Linked DNA regions of Mus musculus: regions 1 and 2 are each linked to region 3. A link is a contact called in public promoter capture Hi-C data. All regions are on one chromosome and are shown on one strand. The core of a region is the stretch at or near the end of the contact, and the rest is flanking DNA. Distances in the headings are between cores, read along the strand shown.

Region 1 (3,974 bases), core at 1,353-3,852, 290 kb after region 3:
GGAGAGGAGCCTGGGGCTTGACTGTGGCATTCCTCTCACCCCCTCCCTCCTGGGGCCAGTTTCCAGCCTGGGAATGAAGGAGGGAGGGAGGCAGGACAGTGGAGCATTGCCAAGGTCAGGTGCGGTTCCCCAAGTCGATGGGAACGCGTTCCTGAGATAGGGGTGCGATGGCTGGAATGTGAGGGGGCCACAGGCAGTGACGGGCCGTCCCAGACCAAGAGCTGAACAAATATTGACCCTCTGCAAGGCAGCTTCTTGAAAATCCTCCACGGGATGCCTCTCAGTGTTCCCCTATCTCCAGCCACCGTCCGTCCGATCAGGGTGCCTCCAGTTGGGTGGGGATAGGGTGGAGGCTGCTGGCTGGCTTCAAGGCTGCCAACCCGTAGGGAAAGAGACACAAGTGAGAAGGGGTGGCAAGCACGCTAGGAGGACACCTGCCTCCCCTCAGGGGTGCCAAGGAACCCAGGACTGAATCCTCCAGGCTACCGAGGACAGTGCCCTCTGGTCAGAAGGAAACAACCCAGTGTGACCTGGTCTGCTCCACCCAGGCACACCCTGCCTTCTTGGGTCAATGACCTCAGGAACTCTACAAATGACCAGAGGCCTCCCATCTGTCCTGTGCCTGTCTTGGGGGCAGACAACCTAAAGACCATCCCTGAGGCAAAGTGAAAGAAACATTTGGGTCCAACCCACAGTTCCAATGCTCGCTCAAATACCTAGGTTGGCAGGGCAGCCTCCAGGGTTCTGCACCCCCTGACCCACTGGCCTCACCTCACCCACGTCAGAGGCCGAAGTCTGAGTGGCAGATACAAGAGTGTCATGAGTTACTAGCAAGGATATATGAGAATACATTTCCTTAGAGCCTTAAGGCATTTATTCTCTGATTCTAGAGGAGGCTGGTAGTAAAAGACACACATATACATACATATGCACACACATACACACACACATGCATGCACACACACACAAACACATACATAGGCACACACCTATACATGCGCACACACACAGACATGCATGTATACACACATACATATACACACATACACAGGCACACACCTATACATGCACACATACACACACACACACACACACACACGCACGCGTGCACACACACACATTCCAGGGATCTGTCACAGCACTCAAGGGAAACACTCAAGTGCTTGCACCCTGAGAAAGTAAGAAGTAAAGAAGTTCCCAGGGTTTGGACAGGAGAGGTCTGACCCGAGCAGAAGTGGGTGCTTGAGAATAGAGGGGAAATCCCTCCATGAATGTGCCTTAGTCCAGAGGAATGAGGCTCAGGACCACCCTAGGAAAACAGAGTGGGTCTCCCATAGGACCAGCCATGTCCCCCACGGACCCAGGCTCCAGAGAACAGGCCCTATCTCCATTTTGGGCTGGCACTGAGGAAAAAAAAATCTATTTTTCTTATCAGACTGGAAACCAGGAGAGAAATAGGAAAGCTGGAGGTTAATGCCAAGCTGTGCCTAGAAAGAACTCACTCTTCTCCCGTCACTTAAATCAATGATCTCTTTGGCAAATCCCGGGTCCACACACATTCCGGATACCACTCAGCATGGAAGCTCACGCACTGGGAGAATAGGTCTGAGCGTATCACGTCTACCAGGAAGAGGAAAGAAACGATTGAAATTTTTTGTCTCACCTGTTTTTTAAAACTAGATACTGTATCTGCAGGGTTCCGACTCAAGGTTAATAAGCCCTGAGGATTTTTCCCTACCTGGTACCTCCCTGTCCTCTGCTCCTGCACTGTGTATGTACGTCATCACTTTGATTTCTCTGTGTCTTTGCAGTGTTTGTTCATGCAAATGCCTACAGCATTCTCACTTTCCCTTCTCAGAGAGAGCTGCAGGAGAGTTGGAACACTTCCAGTTTAAAAAAAAAAAAAACCTAGGCTTATAGCTACTGGGGTGGGGGCGGGGGGCAGTGCTCACACCCTACAACAGTCATGGCCTGCTTGATGCTAAGAGGCAAGGGCTAGCCCAGCACCACACACGCTTAGGAGACCGAGCTTTACTTTGTGGGAATGCTTTTGCCTTGATTGTTTGTTTGCCCCATGTAGCCCAGGCTGGCCTCCAACTCACTAGGTAGCAGAGGATTCCCTTGAACTTCTGATCCTCCTGCCTCTGCCTCCCCTAACCCAGGATTATGGACGTGGGGCACTGTGCCCAGTTTATGAGGTGCGTGAGAGCAAATCAGGGCTTTGTGCACGCTAGACAAACACTCTACCAACCGGGCCATACCTCGAAACCCCCAATGGAAGGGTTTTGGTGTTTGTTTGTTTTAAAGAAGCAGTGGTCTGAATGGAACTTGTTTCTTGTGCCCTCGACTTTAGATGAACTGTATCCTTAGGGAAGTGGGTGTGGAGATAGGAGCTATGCCGGGAAAGAAACCGTGAAGAGGAACCTTAGAGCAATGGGGTGGGGCAAAACACAAAGGCCAAGTGGTACTTCTGTGGCCCGAGAGTTCTGAGAATCTCCCGGCAAGGCTAGGCATCTTAGTTCTCGGAACAGAAGTCATGGCTGTGTGTCCCTGGCAGCTTGGGTGCTGCAGCTCTGGAGGCTGGGGTTCAGCCTATCTAAGGTACACAGCATTATCTCCTTTCCTCCCTACTGGGGAGCCTAGGCCTCCCAGAGGGCCTGGCTCACAAAGTCTTGTTAATATTTACCACGGCTTCAAAACACCGGTGCATACAAGCTCTGGCCTCCCTCCCACACATAAGTGCATACACAGCACATTGCCTCCTTGGCCTGTTGAAGTCCCTTCCAAAGCCAGGTGGGTACCAGTGGCATCCAGTCCAACAGCATCAAAACCATGTCCCCACTGGCAGCTCTGTAAGCTCAGATAAACAGCCAGGACCCCTTCACTCGGCCAGTCCTGATGCAGATGCAACATGAGCTCCACAGTGGGCAGTTGTCCATGGATATTAAAAACTCTCAACTATCAGATACCCACCATCAGTTCAAATGATGGCATTTTATATCTATTAAATATGCATATGACACATTAAAACCAAGTTCACTCGTGGAGATGACGCCTCAGTGATGAAGAGGGCTTGCTGCACAACCATGAAGATCCACGTTCATATCCTGGGCGTGGTCTCACACTTGCCTGCAACCCTAACAGTGTGGAGAGTGGAGAAAGGAGGTTCACCGAGACTAGCAGCTGCCAGACGAAACATCTTGCTCCAGGGTCAGGGAGAGACTCTGACTCAAAGTAATAAGGTAGAGAGAATCAGAGTCAGACTCCCAATAGCGCATGGCGGTATCCACCTTTAATCCAGCCTTCGAGCTCCAGCACAACCAGAGTTACATAGTGAGAACTTGTTTCCAACAAACAAGAAAAAGAGGAGGAGGGCAGGAGGAAGGACAGGAGGAAGAGGAGGGAAAGGAGGAGGGAGAGGAGGAGGGAGAAGAAAAGAAGGGGGGAGGAGGGGGAGGAGGAGGAGGAAGAGGAGGAGACTCAATGCTTTCCTGGTCCTCCATGCACTTACCCAAGCTTGCACTTGCATGCAGATTTGCTCCCCACACACAAGAATTAGATCAGTTTCACTTAAGAAAATAAAAATAATTCAGTTGCTCCATTTATGTGTTTTGGTGGGGAATGTTGGTTTAGTTTTGGTCTTTTGTGGGGCTGGGACTACATCTAGGAACTTGTGCGTGCTCAGCCCACACTCTAACACAGCTACACACACTCGCCTCTTCATTTTATGTTTCTAATGGGCTCCTAGAAACATTGACCATACATGTGGCTCACATTAAGGATCTGTTGGACAGATGGACTGCGAATGCCACAGGAAATCTATCTTGACAGCTGCACCCTTTCCACTTCCTGCCACCAGACAGAGAGCCCTTGGAGGCGGGGTCTAACCAGAGGAGGGGCGATGAGGTGGAGAACCGAAGATGCATGCTCTCTGCCACCTGAGGTAGCTCAAGGAACACCAAGCCTGCCCACCG
Region 2 (4,237 bases), core at 983-3,482, 400 kb after region 3:
TCTGGAGACCCTCCACCACCCTCCCCAGCCAAGAGGAAGACGTGCAGAGGAGGAGCAGCAGCTGGCAAAGCAAGAATCGCAGAGCGAGAGCAATCAACGGACCCTGCTCGTCAGCTCATAGGAGCCCTGGATATTCCTGGAGGGCACCCTAGGACATCCTGGACTTCTCTCAAAATCTAGATCCCCTGTCCTCTGCCCCTGAAATGTTCGAAAACTCATCTGTCCCTAGTGTCCCCGCTAAGTCACTTGCCTTCTTCTTCCGGGACTCCTTTGGGTCCCCGAGCTATTGAGCTTTCTTCTGAAAAGGGTCTCTCTTCAGAGGAGTATAGCAAGAACTGATGTACTCCATCCTAAGAAAGTGCCATGACTTCTTCTCAAAAGAAAAGGATAGAGAAATATGGGGGTGGGAGGGGTCTGCTCGAGGGTCCATTTAAGTCATAGCTCTGCTTAGAACACCTGAGGGATCCTGGACAGATGAGGCTCAATTTCCTCTCCTAAAAATGAAGGTGTGCAGAGCTAATGTCCAGGGTTGCAACAATGAAGTCACATCGCCTCGGAGAGAATAGGTACTCCCTGGTAATTCATTATGCCAGGAGCATAGGGGCGGTGATGGGGTAGGGATGTTAGAAGTGTGGAGGCTGCTGGTGGCTACAGTAAATGCAAGGGTGAGCCTGTGACCTGCCTGTAACTCCAGCCTCAGAAAGCAGAGACAGGATCCCACCAGCTAGCTGGTTTAGCAAAACTAGCCATTTCGGCGAGCTTTGGGTCTGAGAGACCACACCTCCCTGAGTAAGGCTGAAGACTGCTTGCGGATGGATGGTTCTCTGTAAGAACCTTCAGCCTCTGAGCCTAGGCCTCCCCATACATACGTAACAGATGTGCAGCTTGGTCTTCATGTGGGTCCCAAAACAGCTGGAGCTGGGGTTATCCCAAAGGCTGTGGCCTGTCCATGGGATGTGTTCTAGCTGGGCTGCCTTGTCTGGCCTCGGTGGGCAAGGATGTGTCTAGCCTTACAGAGACTTGAGGTGCCAGGGTTGGGGGGATGGATACCCAGGGTCCCCCGCCGGCTCAGAGAAAATGGAGGGGGAAAGATTGTGAGAGAGGGTGATCGGGAGGTGGCAGTAAGCTGGTTATAAAGTGAAAAAGTAAAAAAGAAAGAAAGAGAGAAGAAAAAGAAGGGAAAAAAAGAACATCTAGCCTACACATACATACACACACACACACATACACACACACACACACAGAGAAACACACATACACACACATAGACACACACACGCACACACATACACACACAGACACACACACATATGCACACACAGACACACACAGACACACACACATATACACATACACACACACACATACAAACACACAGACACACACATACACACACAGACACACACACACACACAAGAAGGAAAGAAAGAAGAGGGAGAGCAAATCATGGTAAGTATGGTACAGTAATAAGCATTTTGTATAGATTTTCCCACTTAGCTTCATATATAAATATATTTGGTTTGAGGCAGAATGTCATATGGTAGTAGAGGCTGGCCTTGAACTCACTATGTAGCTGAAGATGAGCTTGAACATTTGGCTCTTCTCCTTCTACCTATAAAGTGCTAAGACTACAGATGTGGTGGCCTGGTTTCTGCGGTGCTAGGAATCAAACCCCGGGGCTTTGTGCATGTTTTGATAAGTCCTCTATCATTGGAGAACAATAAACCCTCTTCCCGCCCCCCCCCAACCTTGTCCCTGAGCTCCCAAGCTCCTATTTAATCCTAATACAGAGATTATGACATAGGAACTATTTCATGGCCATGGGACCTAGGCTGTGAGGGTCCCAAGTCGGTGGGAGGCTGACCTGGGATTCGACTCCAAGCGTGGTATACGCTAAACCGCCACGTGGCGGAGTGGGACCGTGAGCGAGCATCGTTATGGCTATTAATTTTGTTAGAGACCGTTTGGGCTGAGTCCAGGCCACAAAGAGCTGCTGAGGTTGCGGGGGCTTCCCCAGGGCTCCCTGCAGGTGCAGGATGGACATTTCCAGTGCTCTGCACCCACAAACTTTCCTGCAGTTTGCATGCAAGGATCTGACTGGCTGCGTTGGCATTGCTGAAGTCCTGATCTGAGGCCAGCTTCCCCAGCTCCCAGCCACAGGAGGAGACCTCAGGCCTCCTAGGCCCTGGTGCCTTGACACATCTGGAAACTGTTAGCCTCCTCGACCCCCCTCCTAGAGCCAGCTGTTTGCGGTGGCTAATTCCGGGAAGTGCCCCTAGGCCAGAGGCAGTGTGTGGGGGTTGGGCTGGGGTTCCTTGCCAGCAGAGCCGGGGTGGGAGGGGGTGGGCAAGCGGCAGAGGGTTAATGTGAGTAACCACAGACTGTACCAGGAGCTGGTCTCCTCTCCCAGGCCTGAAGGCAGCTCTGGGTTACTATCGGTTGGATGAAGGGTGGAGGCAGGAGACTAAGGAGAGGAGATGCAGAGAATGTTTCTGCTAGGAAGAGATCTTGGAAAGGTCATCTGATACTGTCCATTGCCCCGTTGCCTGCGGTCACAGTGACCGCATGGTGTAGAGGAAAGACCACACGGTCTTTATAGTTGTGCCAAGCTAGGTCACCAGCCTGGTTCTATCACTGTCAGTGTAGGTAATGTTGAGCAAGATCCTGAGGGTCTCCAAGTCGAATTGGTTGTGTGTGTGTGTGTGTGTGTGTGTGTGTGTGTATAAGAGAGAGATATGATGGTGATGATAATGATGATGACAAGGAGGCAGAGGAGGAGGAGGAGGAGGAGGAGGAGATGGATGGATGGTACTTTTACAAAGCTGACACAGAAATGGTCAGACCCAAAGCATCCACTTTCTCATGTCCCGGAGTAGCAGGAAGCTAGAGATATCACCCGCTGGCTTCGCCCTCTTTCCTACTTCTGAGGTCTCCCATTCTCTGATTTTTTGCACCCACTGGAGTAGGCCTTGCTCTCAAAGCCACACCCTACTCTAGCCTGCCCTGCCCCTGTGCCAGCTCTGCTCTCCTTGCTTTCTAACCTCACACCCAGGCCAGCAGCACTGGCAACACCCGCTGAGTCCTTAAACCCTTCCTCGCACCTTCCTAGCACTGAACTTGGGCAGGTCACTGGAGATCTCTGAACTCAGTCACCACAAGTGCTAAAAGTCATCACTGATATAGTCCTCTTACAGGCACGGAATCTTCATCTAAATTCTGCAAAGTGTGTAGAAGCCTCCAGTTTATAACTGTGGTGGCAAAGGCAGAAGCTTGATACACACCGTTCTGATCCACGGGAGTCCACCTGGACTGGGAACAAAGCCAGGGTCTCCTGCGTGTTCTTCTAAGACCTAGTCATTAAAAAGTGAAGTACCAGCCAGGCTGATGGGCTTGCCCTTAATCCCAGCACACAGGAGGCAGAGGCAGGTCTATCTCTGAGTTTGAGGTCATCTTGGTTTATGTTGTGAGTTCCAGGCTAGCTAGGACTATAATGAGACTCTACTAAAAGAGAAGGGGGAGAGGTTAATACTTGGGTACTACTGCAGTCAGCCTCCAGGTCTTGGCTGGGACACTCAGAAGATACTCAGCTCTAATCCGAAGGGCTGACTGATACTGCCAGTGAGCAGCCCTCCGCACAACTGTCACAATCTGTGACCCTTGTGTCACCCTCCTCACGCAAGCTGCAGGCTGGAGTCACAATCTCCCTCCCTAGTCCACACCCCTGAGCTCATCTGATGACTCCTTGGCAGGAGTCAGAGCCGCTTAGTTTTCTGTCTTTAACTACTATCTATCAAGCCCTTATTTTGTTCAAGGCAAAGTACCGAATGCTTTCCAGCTACCTTTCATTTGGGGTGCTCCCCCACAGCGGAGTGCTCCCCCACAGCGGTCCCCTTCGTTAGTATTATTAGAGCAGTCTTAACAAAGGAGGATGCCAGTAAGGGCTGAGGACATGACTCAGTGGTGGAGGACGTGACTGTTAAACCCAAAGCCTTGGGCTCCGTCCCCAGTGCCACATGCTGTGACTCTCCTGACATCCTAGAACTAGGCAGATGGAGGCGGGATGATCAGAAATTCAAGGTCATCCCAGCCACATAGAAAGTTTGAGGCTAGCCGGAGTTATGTGAAATTCTGTCATAAAGGGGGTGGAGCCAAACCTCAGAAAAAGACCCACCACAGTGCACAGCCCCAATCATCAGTTACGGCACTACCTGCCCTTGGGAAAGGCCCACCAGCCGAC
Region 3 (3,896 bases), core at 890-3,389:
GCCCAGCTGTTGAAGGCAAGCATGCACCTGGAAGAAGGAGGCAGGAAGATTAGGAGTTCAAGGCCAATTGGGCTAAATGACATCCCAATCTCAAACAACATAAAACACAAAAACCGCTGTTATTAATAAGGTATAGACCCCAAGAGGTTGCTTTAGTGGAGGAAGGCTGGCTAAGACCAAAATAAAGCATGAAAGGAATAGAACCCCTCAGTGGAGGAGGAGGGGGAGCTCCCTCAATATTAGGGACTCTGTCACCAAGTCCCAGAATATACCCCCATCCACCTGCAGTAGGTGGGGTGGGACTCCAGAGGAAACTGATAGGTCAGGAAGTTCAGAGATGTGAACCCATTATAATCGATCAACTGTCAGGCAGAGTGCCAGGCTATTTACCTGCATTAAACTATTGGATCCCAAAGATGCGCCTCGGAAGGAGGTGGTAGTAACTAATCACACTTTTAGATAGACACGGAGGTTCAGATAGGTTAAGTAACTTGCCAAGGTCGCACAGCTCAAAGAACAGCGGAGCTGGGATTTGAACCGGGTTTTCTGTTACTCTGCTGTACTTGGAAGGAATTTGTACCGATGCCAAAAAGGGGTTCTTCGCGACTTATCACCCATCTTCTGCCTCAAAACATCCCCACCCACCTACTCGCTCACTCCCTGGCCAAGACTTCAACAGCAGGCCCCAGCATGTGCTACCTGGTACATGCCAGGACGTAGACCCTCTGGTACCCGGGAGGACAAAGGTGCTGGCAGCATACCCACCACCTGAGCCTGGCAGCCACTCCCCTTCCCCTTCTCTCTTATATCTGGAAGGCAGAGGGCTGTGGTCCCCTCTTCAGGAGGCGTTGGGTACAATCTCATTCACCCGACTACTGCAGACCGGGAGGAGGTTCAGGGTCAGGGAGTGGTACTCGGTAGAGAGCAGAGCCCCAAGCCCCTCTGAGCAACCGGCCGCCAGACTTCCGATCAGGGGACCAAGGCGGGTGGCAGCACAAAGCTCCAAGGGCAGCCAGCCCCTCTGACCTCTCTTCCCCACTTCCCGGGCATCCTTGCTTTTTCTGAGCAACACAACGACAAGCTTTGGGACAGTCCGCACCAGGCGGTCAAGACGGCCGGGAGGGACAAAGCGCGCCCCCTCCCCCTCAATAGGGCCTTTGCCTACTCCGGATTCGCGTCTGAATCTTCTCCCCACCGCACCCTCCAACGCAGGCCCGGGCGGCTCATGAATGAACTGCTCTGTGTGGGGCGCAGGAGAGGACATGCTCCCCGGGCCGGCCGCCCTCTCCAGCCCGCAGATCAGTCCCCACCAGGGTTGGGGCAGCTACTCGTCTGGTGCTAACACCTCGAGCCCTGCCCTTTGCCCAAGCATGAACCCCTTGCTTGAGGCCGGCTTCGTCCCCAGCAACAAGAAAAAGAATTAAAAAAAAAAAAAAAGAGAGAGACCGAGGGCATTGGACTTGGCGACCCTAGAATGCAAAACTCGGGGGCGGAGGCGGGTGGTTCCCTTCAGCGGCGCCGGCGGCTGGGGAGCAGCTGGGACCGGAGGAGGGCCGCGCAGGGGCCGCACACCTGGACGGAGCAGGTGGAACTAGAGTGGCACTCGAGGGCCGGGACGCAGGGGTCCCACGCCTTGGAATATTCCTGAGGGGCGGGGGTAGAGGACGGCGCACATCTGGAGCCCCGACAGGGGTGGGAGGACTCACATCTGGCAGGGACGGTGCGGGTTTGGGGACAAAGCGTGCCTCCGTTGGGTCCCGTGGGGCCCGGGCACCTCTGGGTCCCGCAGGAGGTGGAAGGGAGGGGACGCGCAGCTGAGTCCGGGTGCTTTTTTTTTCCTTCCTTGGGGTGGTGGTGAGATCCTATGAGCCAAGTAAGGGGTGCTGGGGAGGGGTCCGCGTACTCACCCCTAGGCGCAGACTCGGCTCCGACTCGGGAGCCCCGGCTCCGGGCGGGGCGGGGCTGGGGAGGGGGAGGGGGAGTCGCCGGGCGGCTAGAGCTCTGGGCTCCTGCGGCGGCCGCGGCAGCGCGTGGGGGAGGGGGAGCAGAAGGAGGGAGGGAGGGCCGGGGAGGGGCTCCCGCAGGACCCGCCCCCACGCCGCACACGTAGAAAGTGCGCGCGCACTCACGGAGAACCCCTGGCGCGCAGGCGCAGCGTGCGGGGCGGGGCCTTGCCAAGCGGGGGTCCGTGGCGGGAGATTCCCAGGCTGTTAACGCGGTACGGTGGGGGCTCAGGGGAACACCTCGCACCCCTCGCGCTGCTTTTCCCGGTTTCTTCTCTGCAATAAGGGAGGCGCTGTCGGGGAGGGGTGAGGACAGGCCTTACTGGAAACCCAGTGTCAAGTGAGAAGGGTGCTCACTCTTCGCGAGGCCTCAGATCTGGACCCTCTCGCTGCCTTTTTGCCAAAGGCTTCGGGGTCCGCGCCTCCCACGCGCCCCCGATGCGCCCACCTGCTTATCCAGTTCGGGATGTAGAGCCTCGGGGAATGGGGGCTGAGATCTTGCCTGGGTTAAGTGGCTAGGCCGGTTGCTTTGACGCGTCTCCCGCAGTTTTATCTGCTTCTCTCTCTTGCTGGGCCTGGAGATGAGTTTGCTAGAAACTTCTGTGGTGTAAAGAGGGAGTCTTTGCTTTTGCTTCTGTCAGGCTGAATGACTCCTTTTGCACCGGGGATTCCCTGTATTCTCAGTTCACCAAAGACCTCTCCTAGTGGGGGGGTGGGGTTAAGACTTGAGAGTTGGAGAGGTGGAACGCCCCTTTTCTGTATGTCACCACACATCTCGAATACAAAGACACGACAGATACCACCTGTTAAATTTCGAGGTCTTAAAGGGGACAGAAGAAATACTGCTTCCCGCTGTACGCAGTAAGTGAGCTTTACACGCTGAGACTTAGATGAGGAACTGTGTAGCGGTCACAAGAGGCGAGACGGGATCACCTTGGATTACTTGGGAAATGGTGGCACCCAGGGAGGGTCTTGCATCACGACTGGACACTACCATCCTGGTCACTGTGTTTGCTGTATGTGGCTATTCAGCTGCTCGTTTTGTAGCTGGGGGTTTGCAGCTCTAAGATTTGGTCTGTTGAAGTGTCTTTCAGACACTCCCATGAGTGGCTTGGAAATCAGTTTAGTAGATCATGGCCATCGTGTGTGTGTGTGTGTGTGTGTGTGTGTGTGTGTGTGTGTTGCGCCTACAGTAGGTATTCTGTCTTGGGACACAAGGGCATGGGGGTGTATTAGGTGTCTTCTACTGTTTCTGTGTGTTGTAGAAAAGTTTGGGAAAGTATTGATCTCTTGTATACCTCTCGCTTTCCTTAGCTTGAGTTTTTAGTCAGTTAAATCCTCTGAAGATGCAGTTGATAGTACTAGTAATGAGCACATTGGAATTGGCCATCAGTGGGGTTTGCCCGTAATCCTAGATGTAGGTAGCCGTTAAGGATGTCAAGGCCATCCTTAGCTGCTTTGGGTGTGTAAGGCCAGCTTGAGATTGCCTGACACCAAGTCTCAACAAATCAAACCAAACATACAAATTCCCCAACTTTGAGGATTTTGGTGGTGGTAAGGGAAAGAAGATGGAGCTGCGTCTGCCGCTGTAGACTGCCTGGGGCTGTCACTGAGAAGCTGTATTGAGGAAACAGGTTTTGATGGGGCTGGTGGTAATGGTGGCACACCTGTGGTGGCACAAAGCCCTCCAAAACCAAGATTAAGGACTTTTGCATCATCCAGGATTCTGGACATCTAACTGCGGCATATATCCTATAACAGCGTGCTACTTGAGAAACGGGTTCAGGAGCTCAGAGGCTCAGACTCCCACTTTATTATTTTTTTTAGAATAGTAGAATTCCAGAAACATCTTCCAGTGATCTCCAGAAGCCCCCAAATCAGCTTACCAGGCCC

What was found. Promoter capture Hi-C pulls out the DNA fragments that hold promoters and counts their contacts.
Region 1: a promoter capture Hi-C map of liver shows a contact between it and region 3, with 3 times the contacts expected there. The contact joins the enhancer-like site here to the promoter of Mrpl14 in region 3. A contact is called at or near these places in 1 of 39 promoter capture datasets (liver), 1 of 15 datasets of contacts at CTCF or cohesin (the NIH/3T3 cell line), 1 of 484 Hi-C or Micro-C datasets (bone marrow-derived macrophages), 2 of 115 datasets of contacts at active chromatin or transcription factors (embryonic stem cells and pancreatic cancer cells) and 2 of 9 other capture datasets (adipose tissue and liver).
Region 2: a contact with region 3 is called in a promoter capture Hi-C map of second pharyngeal arch cranial neural crest. The contact joins the enhancer-like site here to the promoter of Mrpl14 in region 3. A contact is called at or near these places in 4 of 39 promoter capture datasets (cranial neural crest, frontonasal cranial neural crest, neural stem cells and 1 more), 2 of 484 Hi-C or Micro-C datasets (bone marrow-derived macrophages and nephron progenitors), 12 of 115 datasets of contacts at active chromatin or transcription factors (bone marrow-derived macrophages, double positive thymocytes, embryonic basal ganglia and 7 more) and 3 of 9 other capture datasets (adipose tissue, embryonic stem cells and pancreatic islet).

Annotation. Positions count from the first base shown.
Region 1 is chr17:45,970,824-45,974,797 of GRCm38.p6, forward strand. No RefSeq gene overlaps it. Among named protein-coding and RNA genes, the nearest start is that of Gm36122, 24 kb to the left of the region's middle. Within about 2 kb of position 2,603, at least 63 of the 459 cell types and tissues checked have an H3K27ac peak or open chromatin away from gene starts, as enhancers often do. A contact at or near this core is called in liver, where this site is marked.
Region 2 is chr17:46,084,474-46,088,710 of GRCm38.p6, forward strand. No RefSeq gene overlaps it. Among named protein-coding and RNA genes, the nearest start is that of Mrps18a, 24 kb to the right of the region's middle. Within about 2 kb of position 2,233, at least 47 of the 459 cell types and tissues checked have an H3K27ac peak or open chromatin away from gene starts, as enhancers often do. A contact at or near this core is called in second pharyngeal arch cranial neural crest, where this site is marked.
Region 3 is chr17:45,684,210-45,688,105 of GRCm38.p6, forward strand. It overlaps Mrpl14 (mitochondrial ribosomal protein L14), which reads left to right and starts at 2,140. Exons shown (of 3, transcript NM_026732.3): 1 at 2,140-2,218. Tmem63b (transmembrane protein 63b) reads right to left here and starts at 2,009. Exons shown (of 24, transcript NM_198167.3): 1 at 1,908-2,009.